Regions from separate parts of the Mus musculus genome. Here region 2 is linked to region 1. A link is a contact called in public Hi-C data. All regions are on one chromosome and are shown on one strand. Each heading gives the region's core, a stretch centred on a gene start, on an enhancer-like site or on the middle of the called end of the contact. The rest is flanking DNA. Distances are from core to core; before and after follow the strand shown. Region 1 has its middle 55 kb from the start of Pmp2. Region 2 has its middle 14 kb from the start of A930014E01Rik.

Region 1 (4,879 bases), core at 304-2,803:
ACCACCCTTCTTCAAGTGAATCACTCTACTAGCTCTCTGTCTGTATCTTTATTCAATGGCTCCTCAATGACACCACAATACCCAACTTAAGATCAAAACTCACATCTCCCTCGTTGCCTACTGCATTCCTACATTGTTCTTAGAACTTTACTTAACTCTCACAGGTTTGCTTCATTTCCTACAAGAATATTTGCTTATTGTTGATGTTAGTGATATACTTGGCATGTAGAAGACACTTAACCCACCAGGGAAGGAAGGATTTCATAGCCAGCCTGATAGCAAGGCTCCTGTCTTACTCTCTAGTCCTGGGCTTGCTTTAGCAACTACTCCTCAGTATTAGCACTTAGATATTAACTCTGTCCTCTTCTCTTGGGACATAGATCCTGACCCTGAGCCCCTGCCTCTTTTCCCTCCTATCACATTCTGGCAGACTTGTCCTTACCACTCCATGAGCTTCTGAGTACTTCTATAGCTGGATATCCTCACAACCCAATGGTTGTGTCACATGTAACATTGTAACATGTGCTTTCATAAGACCATGCATTGCCTACTCTATGTGATCATCAAATTGCTATTTAGGAGGCTTTAATATCCTATTAATCATGAAATCTTCTAGGAACAGAAAATGAAGGGAATATGGTCTCAGCCTCAGATATCTGAAACTTAGTGTCCCATTTTGGCTTCGATCTTTGATTCTTTCTAATCAGGTCTGCTTTTTCTTTTTGTTTGGTTGTTGTTGTTGTTGTATTGGTTTTATTTGTTCGTTTGTGAATTTTTTGTTTGTTTTGATAAACAATCCACTATGCAGTCATGTCTTGCCTGTACCGTGCTATATAGACCAGGTTGGCCTCAAACTCATAGATCTACCTGCCTCTGCCTCCCAAGTGCTAGGATTAAATGCAAGTGCCACCATACCCTGTCTTTGGTTGGCAGCATCTTATGTGATTCCTGCCTCAGCCTCCAGTCTGTTGTGTTACAGGTGTGTGTCCTGTCCTTGGGAGTTCTGTCCATCTCTCAAGATGAAGCTCGTCCTTCAGGAGCAAATTATCTCTGCAATGCCTTCATACTATTCTAAGGAACAAGGTCTGAAGTTAGAAGTCAGCCCTACTTGGTGTCCATTGCAAGAAATTCAGGCACTGAGCTCTACCACAAACCCTTTGTGCTGAGTTTATTCCTATTACCTTCCCTTTTGCCTGCCTTCAGGGATACTACTTCCAACCATAAACATAGAACATCTCATGTAACAAGCCACTCTTCCCTCCCCTTTCACCTTTATGGTATCCTTCAATTATCAACTGAGGCAACACTAAACTTGTTCAAACATCCCAGGAGTTAACTATCACAAGCCAGAAACTCCCCCTGGCTCAGAAGTGGAGAAGGGTGGGCCTTCCTGTGCTGCTTCTCCCTTTATACAGGTCACTGTTCCAACACTTTTATCCTCGTCTAGTTCTTCAATTACTGAAAAACATTCATTTCTCTGAAGAGCCGGCACATCCAAAAGTATCATGAAATGTACTTTGTTTCATGAAACAGAAATCAATGGTTGCTCAGAAGTCAAATCTGGATCCAATGTGAAGGTGACCTAAGCCCAGCAGATCCAAGACTAGCAAATAATCCTTTCTGTCAATCCTGACCTGGTTATAGTCACAACCCGTAACATCATAGGTCCTTAAGTCCTCTGCATCATCAGACACTGACCATTCCTCTCCTTTGTAAAGAACCCCTCTCTGGTTTCTATGGCTACACCCTCAGCACTCCACTCCCACCATGACACTCTATGCTCTCTCTACTCAATCTTCAGTCCGTAGTTTCCTGTCTCTTTCGCTGACATGTCTCCTGATCTCATTTAAAGCTGCAATCATCACTCCTAAAGAAGACCATTCCTAACGCAGTTTCAGCTTTGGCATTGTTTTTCGAGCTTTGGGGACACATTCCAATGACTTGGTCTTCATCACCATGCAATTATCAATGCTGATGCCCTCAATGACATCTTTAAGCCAAACTCATTTCCCAGAAGCTGTTCCTGCTCTTCTGTCTTTTGCCATAATAAACGCCATCTGGGTATATTCATCTTTGCAGAAAGAAGCCATTGTGTAATCCACACCTCCTTTAGTTAGCTAATCCTGTTAGCTCAGCCTCTATCTATTGGCCATAACCACTGCCATCCTGGTGAGTGCCTTCGAATCCAGGCATCTGTTTCATCAGTGGTCCCTGTAAGACAGGGTACCTTGCTCTTACATCCCCATCCTTCATCCACTTATGCAGAGTCCAACATTCTCCAGTGCAATTATCCTCAGTGCCTTCCTGAACTGGCTGAAGTTCTCTTTGGTTGCCTTTCAAGCCTTTGCCAGCCACCTCACAGGGCCGGAGTGCTGGTCATGCTTTTTACATATGGTTTCCTATAGATTCACAAACCTCAAAGCACTTTAAGCACCTTGGTTTTGGTTTGGTTTGGTTTTGGTTTTGGCTTTTCTCTTTTTGCTTGCTCTTTTTTAGAAAGGATTTCTTTGTGTAGCCCCGGCTATCCTGGAACTCGCTCAGTAGACCAGGCTAGTCTTGAACTTAGAGCCTCCTCTGCCTCCCAAGGTCTAGGATTAAATGTGTGTACCACCATTGCCTGGCTAAGCACCCTATTCTTTTTGTCTAGAATAGTCTCATTCTTCTACTTTGTCTGCTGATTGCTACATCCTGGTCCATTACCAGCTTAACTGCCCCCCTACTGTAACTCCCCAAGTCTTTCTTTTCAAAACTGTTTACTTGTTGATTTATTTAGGGAGAGTTGCAATGACATACACATGTAGAGATCAGAGGACAACTTTCAGAAGCCGGTTCTCTCCTCACACTGTGTATGTCTTGAGATGAAACTCAGGTGATTAGCTTGGTGGCAATTGACATTACCTGTTGAGCCACCTTTCTTTCTTTCACCATGTTGTGCATTAAGGTATGACTAGCAGAGGCCAGACCTCCTTCTCTGTGTTCCCCTGGATCTCTATACTGTGGAAATTTCCAGTACTGGAGTTTGATCATATTCAGAACCTGACTCAGTGCTTGACAGACAGCAGGAATCAGGGAGATGATTTGCTTTGGTCATGTTTCCTGAAGCCTCATCACTTGTTGAGTTCTTTTTTCAGTGTTGGCAATGCATTAGTAGGGAGGAGGCATTAGACCAGACATCACCTGAGCAGAGTTTCCAGTTTATGGGAATTGCAACAGACAACTACAAATAACATCAGTGCACCCAGTGACCTTCAACATCGATGAGTTTTCACGTGACCATCTGGGTTCTTCCAGGTACAGCAGGGTTTGCAGTTGCATTGTTAGGCAAGCTCAACAGGCCTGGAAATGAGGGTAACATTTGTCTGCTTAGAAAAGAGGGAAGTAGGGCAACTGTTAGTGGCACTCTGGTTAATGGAATTGATGCTGAGATTTTTCCATAACACCGTCCCTTAGGAAGCACACATTGCAGACTGCTTGCTAATTCTTATTGTCATAGCGTGGCTCCTTAATTCACAGGGCTAATTTGCCTTTAGCATTTGTCTTACCTGAAAGCACCACAATGTGATTGCTAAAACACTCCGGTTAAAAGGACCGAGACAAATCATGACAGCAGATGGTGGTTTGTGTACCCCAAACTGTGATCAGGATTAGAATCACACCAAACAGCCTACCGACGTTCCCAGGCGTGACTGGACATCTCAAGCAACTCTTTTTCTATAACCTCCTCTCACACAAATCGGAAGGCTCTGGAACACGACAGGCTTGTCTGTTTTTCATGACTGTTAATGAGAACTCAGAATTGAGAGCTAGCCAGGAGCTCTTTGCAGTTCTTTCCTGGTCTCCATGGTGTCTCCCATTTGATCCGATCCCCTCCTGGCATGATGAAGAGCGTTGGCAGCAGTTCCAGTCTAATGTTCCTGTTAAGGCTTTCCCAAAAATACAACACTCCGTCCTCTGGCATCCTCTGCCCTCCTTTTCACTGCATAATCGGGGTTTCTTTGCTGTAGACACCGTTTCTTTGGACACAAGAGGTCTTAAAAAACTATGTGTTATAGTGAAAGTAATGGAGAATAAAGTTAAATATTGTAATAATTCATGAGATTTACATGCATCTGGGTTCTTCCAGGCACATCTGGGTTTTCAGTTGCATTGTTAGGCAAGCTGAGCAGGACTGAAAGAACAAAGCTGGAGATGTGACTTCAATAGTTGGAGGGTGCTACCATCTTTAAGCCATGGCAGGAGTTGTACTCAGATCCTTCGCCTAGCCAGTCTGTGAAGACCATTGCCATCCCCACTGTGAGCAGAAAAGAGAGAGAGAGTCAGACACCATGAAAGTTGCTCAAGATTAAAGAATGGAACAGAGACCGAGATATGGTTCCAGATGACACTTTTATTAATTCTAGACTATTTCAGAATATACAATGCCTTGATTGTGGGTGACATTTGTATTCATCTGCCATGCTGGCTAATAGACCTCTTTACCAAAGCCTTGACTTTAGTCTTTGTCCTTCCATGTCTGTTCTACAATTTTGCTTCTTAACAGTTACTGGGCAGTGTGACAGGTCACCCTATTTGTTGTCATCTTCTGTGTCTCTTTCTGGGTTCATCTGGAGGACAGACTGCATGAGAGAACTCAGGCAGAGGATCCAGCTCCTCCATCATTCACTTTACAGGCGTCTTGTCTGAGAAGAATAGTACAGTGCAGATGTGTGACTTAACACACTAAGAGGATGTGCTGCCAAGAACTCATCATTAAAATGGAATTCCAGCTATCAAGAAAATCCTGGACAAATGACCACAAAATATTTCCACTATGGGCATTTCTGGAACACTAATTATACATGACAAAGGCTGACCAGGGCCAAGCAGTCTACAAACATCT
Region 2 (4,831 bases), core at 142-2,641, 160 kb before region 1:
ATGAAGTGCAAGACTAATAAAACTTCTCTCCAGCTTCCTTATTGGCCATAGTGTCTCATCGCAGCAATAGAAACCCTAACTAAGACACATAGACAGATGTCTAACTAAGACACAAAATACAGAAAAAAATTCTTTTAAGGTAAAGAGTAATAGAAGAGCCACATTTTAACTATAGAATATGATGTTGCTCTAGTTGGTACTAATTGGCAGTATCAAGTGTGATAACACATGTGTGTGACCCAAGCACTTTGGAGAGCAGAGCACAAGGGACAAGGGTCATGAATGTGAGGTCAGACTGAGTGACATGGTGATGAGAGAGAGAGAGAGAGAGAGAGAGAGAGAGAGAGAGAGAGAGAGAGAAATGAATGAATCAATCAAGTTTACTGGGCACATTCCAGACCCCTTCTATTGATCCTCTGTTGGCTTTACAGGCTCCCAGCCATGATCACACTGAACATGGGTTTTGTGAAAATTAAACTAAATATTCATATATTCCTAAAGCAGGAATGGCTTATGAGCCCCCCAGCTCCCTTGCATTTCCATTGAGACATTTGAGAAGGGTGTAGGAGCTGGTGCTTTTCTCTCGTTTCCTATCCCAGAAACAGCACCACGAGCCTCCTGAACCCAAGTCTGCCCAGTGTTTTCAATTCATATTATGTCCCACATCCGCATGAGTTACAAATATTTAGGGAAAAATGTGATCCTAACGCAGGCATGGTGGTGGAGGCAGGAGTGCTCTCTCTCTCTCTCTCTCTCCCTCTCCCTCTCCCTCCGCCTCTCCCTCTCCCCCTCCCTCCCTCCCTCTCTCTCTCTCTCTCTCTCTCTCTCTCTCTCTCTCTCTCTCTCTCCTTTATTTATCTAACTATTCCATAAGATACCTAAAAGAAGTGGCTATCTAATTAATCTACTCTGTGCCAGGCAGTACTTGAGGCATTTATGACACCAGGGAACAAAATAGAGTAGAAAACTCGACTGTGCTTTGTGGGGTCTGACTGTAGCACTAGAAGCCACCTGGTTCACTTTTCTTTATTGTCAAGACCCTACTTCCAATATCATTTACTTTTAACTCTTCCAGCAAGCTAACAAGTGTCTTCCTTCTCCTCTGACTCGTCTGCTCTGTCCAGTCGTCCCAGTAAGTGCGTTGAGGTACAAGTCTGCAGTTTAAGTCTCTCCCACAGCCCCCCTGTGCCAGAGGAGTGCATGAACTCTCTAAGGCACGCCTGTGCGCTGGCCTTCTCATCCTCCTGACGACCTCTTATAACACTTCCCAGCGTACTGAAATTCTTCCAACTGCCCTGAGGGAGCTGGCTCACTCTCTCACCTGGAACTGTGATAGTCACTTTCTGATTGGAATATGCTTGCCTCATTCTCTGAGTAGCTATTGAAATGTCATGTTCTTGTGGAAGCCTTTTATAAATCCCAGAGATTGGGCAAGGGCCACTGTGTTGACCATCTCTGGCATCATGAGCCAGACTTCATCTAGCCTTTGACACACATTACTCTGATGGTGCATTTGCCTATCTGAGCTTTAAATGGAATTACAAAAGTGCTGTGAGGGGGACCTGATGGCCTTGTTTTCTGCTGTATCATGCTCTATAAAGGAAGGTACAGGAACATGCATACATGGGAAAAATGAATGCTTGGAGGGACACTATCCACATGCCACTGTGGAAATAGGAGCTACAAAGATAGTGAGAGGAAATGCCCTTTTCCCTCTTTCTTAACAAATTAAAAATAATTATGGAACTAAAGAATAAAAATTTAGTTGCATATTGTGTTTTTACCTATGCATTTCCTAGGACGTGCATGATAAATTAATTTCCTTTTCATTTTGGAAGGAGAAACCAACCTTTCAGTAGCCTTTAAATGTTTAAATTACTTTTTTTTTTTTTGGTGTGTTCATGAAGGTATTTATGTATACATGCAGGTGCACACCCATGCACATAGAGGTCAGAGGACAACTTGTAGGAGTAACTTTTCTCCTTTCACATAAAGGTTCCTAGAATTGAACTCTGGTCAGTCAGGCTTGGTGGCAAGTGCCTTTATCTACTGACCTATCTTGCTAGGCTTCTTAGCAATGTTTTATCTTAAGTTTCCGATTCCCAAATATTGGTTATTCCCAAGAGAACAGCTAGAAAACACACTGAGTGTTATGAAGTGGATTATCTTCCTCAGCACTCACAGGTTGAATTCCTATGCCCAGGCCGCAAAGCGTGATGGCATTCAGAGGCAAGGCCAGAATAGGTAAAGGATGCTCAACGAGGCCGTTCTGTGCACCTCAATGACAGTATCCCTATAAGAGGAGGAGGAGGATGCCGGGGATATACCGCCTGGCCATGCAAGCCAAGACCATGCAAATTTGTCTCAGAACGTTTGGCCTCCAGAACTGTGAGAAAGAAATGTCATTTTGTTCTTTAAGCTAGCCAATGTACGGAGATTTGTTACATAACTTTAGCAAACTAATATCTAAAATCAAAATAGGTCAGTTTATAGCTTGTAATTCTCCAAACTGAACTATGGGATGGGGTACTGGTGCATTTTGCCATGGGTGTCCTTCCCTGTGGCGGGTGTTAGGGAGTACTTGCCCTGCTGGTTCTGAGTATGTGTTAGAAAACTGTACTTAGACTCAGGTGAATGCACAGATGCATCCTGAGCCTTCCACAGGGACGACACGTAGACTTAGTTATTGATCATCTCTGTGTTGCCACATGGGTCCCAGGATCTTAGCAACTCACAAGGTTTTTCAGGTTTCCAGTGTGTAAATCCCCCAGGCTTACAGCCCAGGAATAATTGTGACTCATCCTTTTCTTCTTTACCACCTACATAATTAATAGAGAATGACAAGTTCCTGTAGGTCCTTATTTCAACATGCCTCTTTCACCCATGCGTCCCTTGTTTCTTTTGCAGGGTCATCTGTTTTGGGCTTCTAAGCTTCAGGTCAGCCATTTCGAAACTCCCCAGTCCTCTGCACCTGTGTGTGTGCTTCTGTCTTCCCCTTCCAGCGTCTTCCAAGAAGCAGTGCTTCACAAAGCACTCCTTTCAGCTCCTTGCTGAGGAGCCTGGTGCTTTCCCGCATTTAGAAATTAAAACACTCTTCACCTGCAACATTTCCTAGACCCGGGAGGACAGCAGATTGTCCTGTGTGAGTGGGTAGATGACACCAGAGCTGATTAAGATAATGAATGGCTCTCTCTGTATCAATCCAGAATGTTTCCCCAGGACTTACACTACGTCTTCTAAATTCCATCTGGCCAGCTTCCTCCCTGTTTCTTAAACCTTCTGCTCACTGCCAACTCCACACCAGTTTCCTCATACTCTTTCTCCATCCCCATTCCTCTGGACAGCCCCTCCCTTCTTCACTTTCTCTCTAAGGCACTGAAGCCTGGATGCTTGCCACAGCCCAGCCTGACCTTTGTCCCCAGTCAGCTTTTCAGGCCCCCACGCTCCTGTCTCTCAGATCAGCTCTGTGGCTTATATAATTAGAAGTGCTCATTTTTTCAGTGAAGGACCTTTGTGCATGTGCATATGTGTTCCTAAGGTTGTGGCCTTTTCCTTTGTATTTCATGAGATGATGCTGACTTTGGGATTTTTTTGGCCATCTCATTGAAGATTATGCACCTTGATGGGTCACAACTGAAGCTTATTAAGCTTGAATTTAGAGAAAATCTTAAGCTTTCAGCATTACAGTCCCAAATTCATACTCACTTTTGTTCTTTGCTTGTTGGGGTAAACATGCTCCCGCTGCAACCCCAGACTGAGCTGGAAGATTCAGGTCCTCCCCACCCCAGCCCCAAGATTTAATTATACATCCCAAAATCTCCCCCTCCATACATTTCAAAAAGTTATAATCCTTGAAATATGCCTAACCAGTCACAGTAAATAACGCGTGCATGGTGTAGAGGGTCTCAGATCCAGAGAAAGCTGAGACCACTCTTGGCAGAATCCAACTTGCAAAGTGTACATCCTTCACAAAAGCAGGCAATGGAATTCCACACATCAAAGCTATGGGTAAGGGGCAGATGTGAAACCAGAGTAGTCTTTCCCAAATCACACCTGCCTGATGTCCTTAGTCATCGATGCCCATGAAAATCACCAGGGTGTTTCAAACCTCAAGTGAACCAGACTCTTTTGGAATGGGACGTAGCATCAGTGTTTATGCTCTCTGCTGATGCCGATGGGAGCCTCCACTGTAGCCATTAAGGCAAACTCATGGCGTAGCCAGACACCACAGCGACTCTGTGGCAGATCCCACAGAAAGGGATTATAGTCCGTTCACAATCACTAAGCAGTGAGACCACACAATCGAAAATCAGCCCCTCTTGGGGGATGGAAATGGGAGACAGTTTGTGAAGCAGCTCGGGGAGAGAATCACAATATTCCTAATGTTGGCTGAGACTGATGGAGTAATTGCATGATTTTCTGAAAGTGGAGTAAAGGTACCTGTGTTTGGTGCCTGCCTGGAGTCTAAGATTGTGTGAGCTTTCCCTGTCCTTTCTGTGTGTCTCTTTCCTTCACTGTCCAGGCTGAAGTTAGATATGGTGTGGATTTGTGTGGTTCTTGTCTCTTTGCTATAAGTCTCCTATAGGAGTGTACACAGTCTGATATCACTTATATCTTGCCCTTAAGCACATCTGAAATTCAAATGTGCTGTTAAGTAGAAAAGAAGAGGTAGGGAGGAGGTTGGAGGGAAAGAGGGCTCTGAAACATTCATTTCACATTGAATATCTCCTATCTGTAAGATTCTCCACTTATTGCTCAGCCACAAATGGTATATCTATATCATCCTGTCTCTCCAGTGCTGAGGAGACCATCTCAGAAGAAGGGGTGGAAA

Evidence for each region. A called contact is a pair of places that touch in the nucleus more often than the background predicts.
Region 2: a contact with region 1 is called in a Hi-C map of liver, with 4 times the contacts expected there. The contact joins two enhancer-like sites. A contact is called at or near these places in 8 of 484 Hi-C or Micro-C datasets (cerebral cortex, embryonic fibroblasts, epidermal suprabasal cells and 3 more) and 2 of 9 other capture datasets (adipose tissue and embryonic stem cells).

What each region holds. Positions count from the first base shown.
Region 1 is chr3:10,126,060-10,130,938 of GRCm38.p6, reverse strand. No RefSeq gene overlaps it. Among named protein-coding and RNA genes, the nearest start is that of Pmp2, 55 kb to the left of the region's middle. Within about 2 kb of position 1,553, at least 3 of the 459 cell types and tissues checked have an H3K27ac peak or open chromatin away from gene starts, as enhancers often do. A contact at or near this core is called in liver, where this site is marked.
Region 2 is chr3:10,281,646-10,286,476 of GRCm38.p6, reverse strand. It overlaps a transcript of Fabp12 not described here. Among named protein-coding and RNA genes, the nearest start is that of A930014E01Rik, 14 kb to the left of the region's middle. Within about 2 kb of position 1,391, at least 13 of the 459 cell types and tissues checked have an H3K27ac peak or open chromatin away from gene starts, as enhancers often do. A contact at or near this core is called in liver, where this site is marked.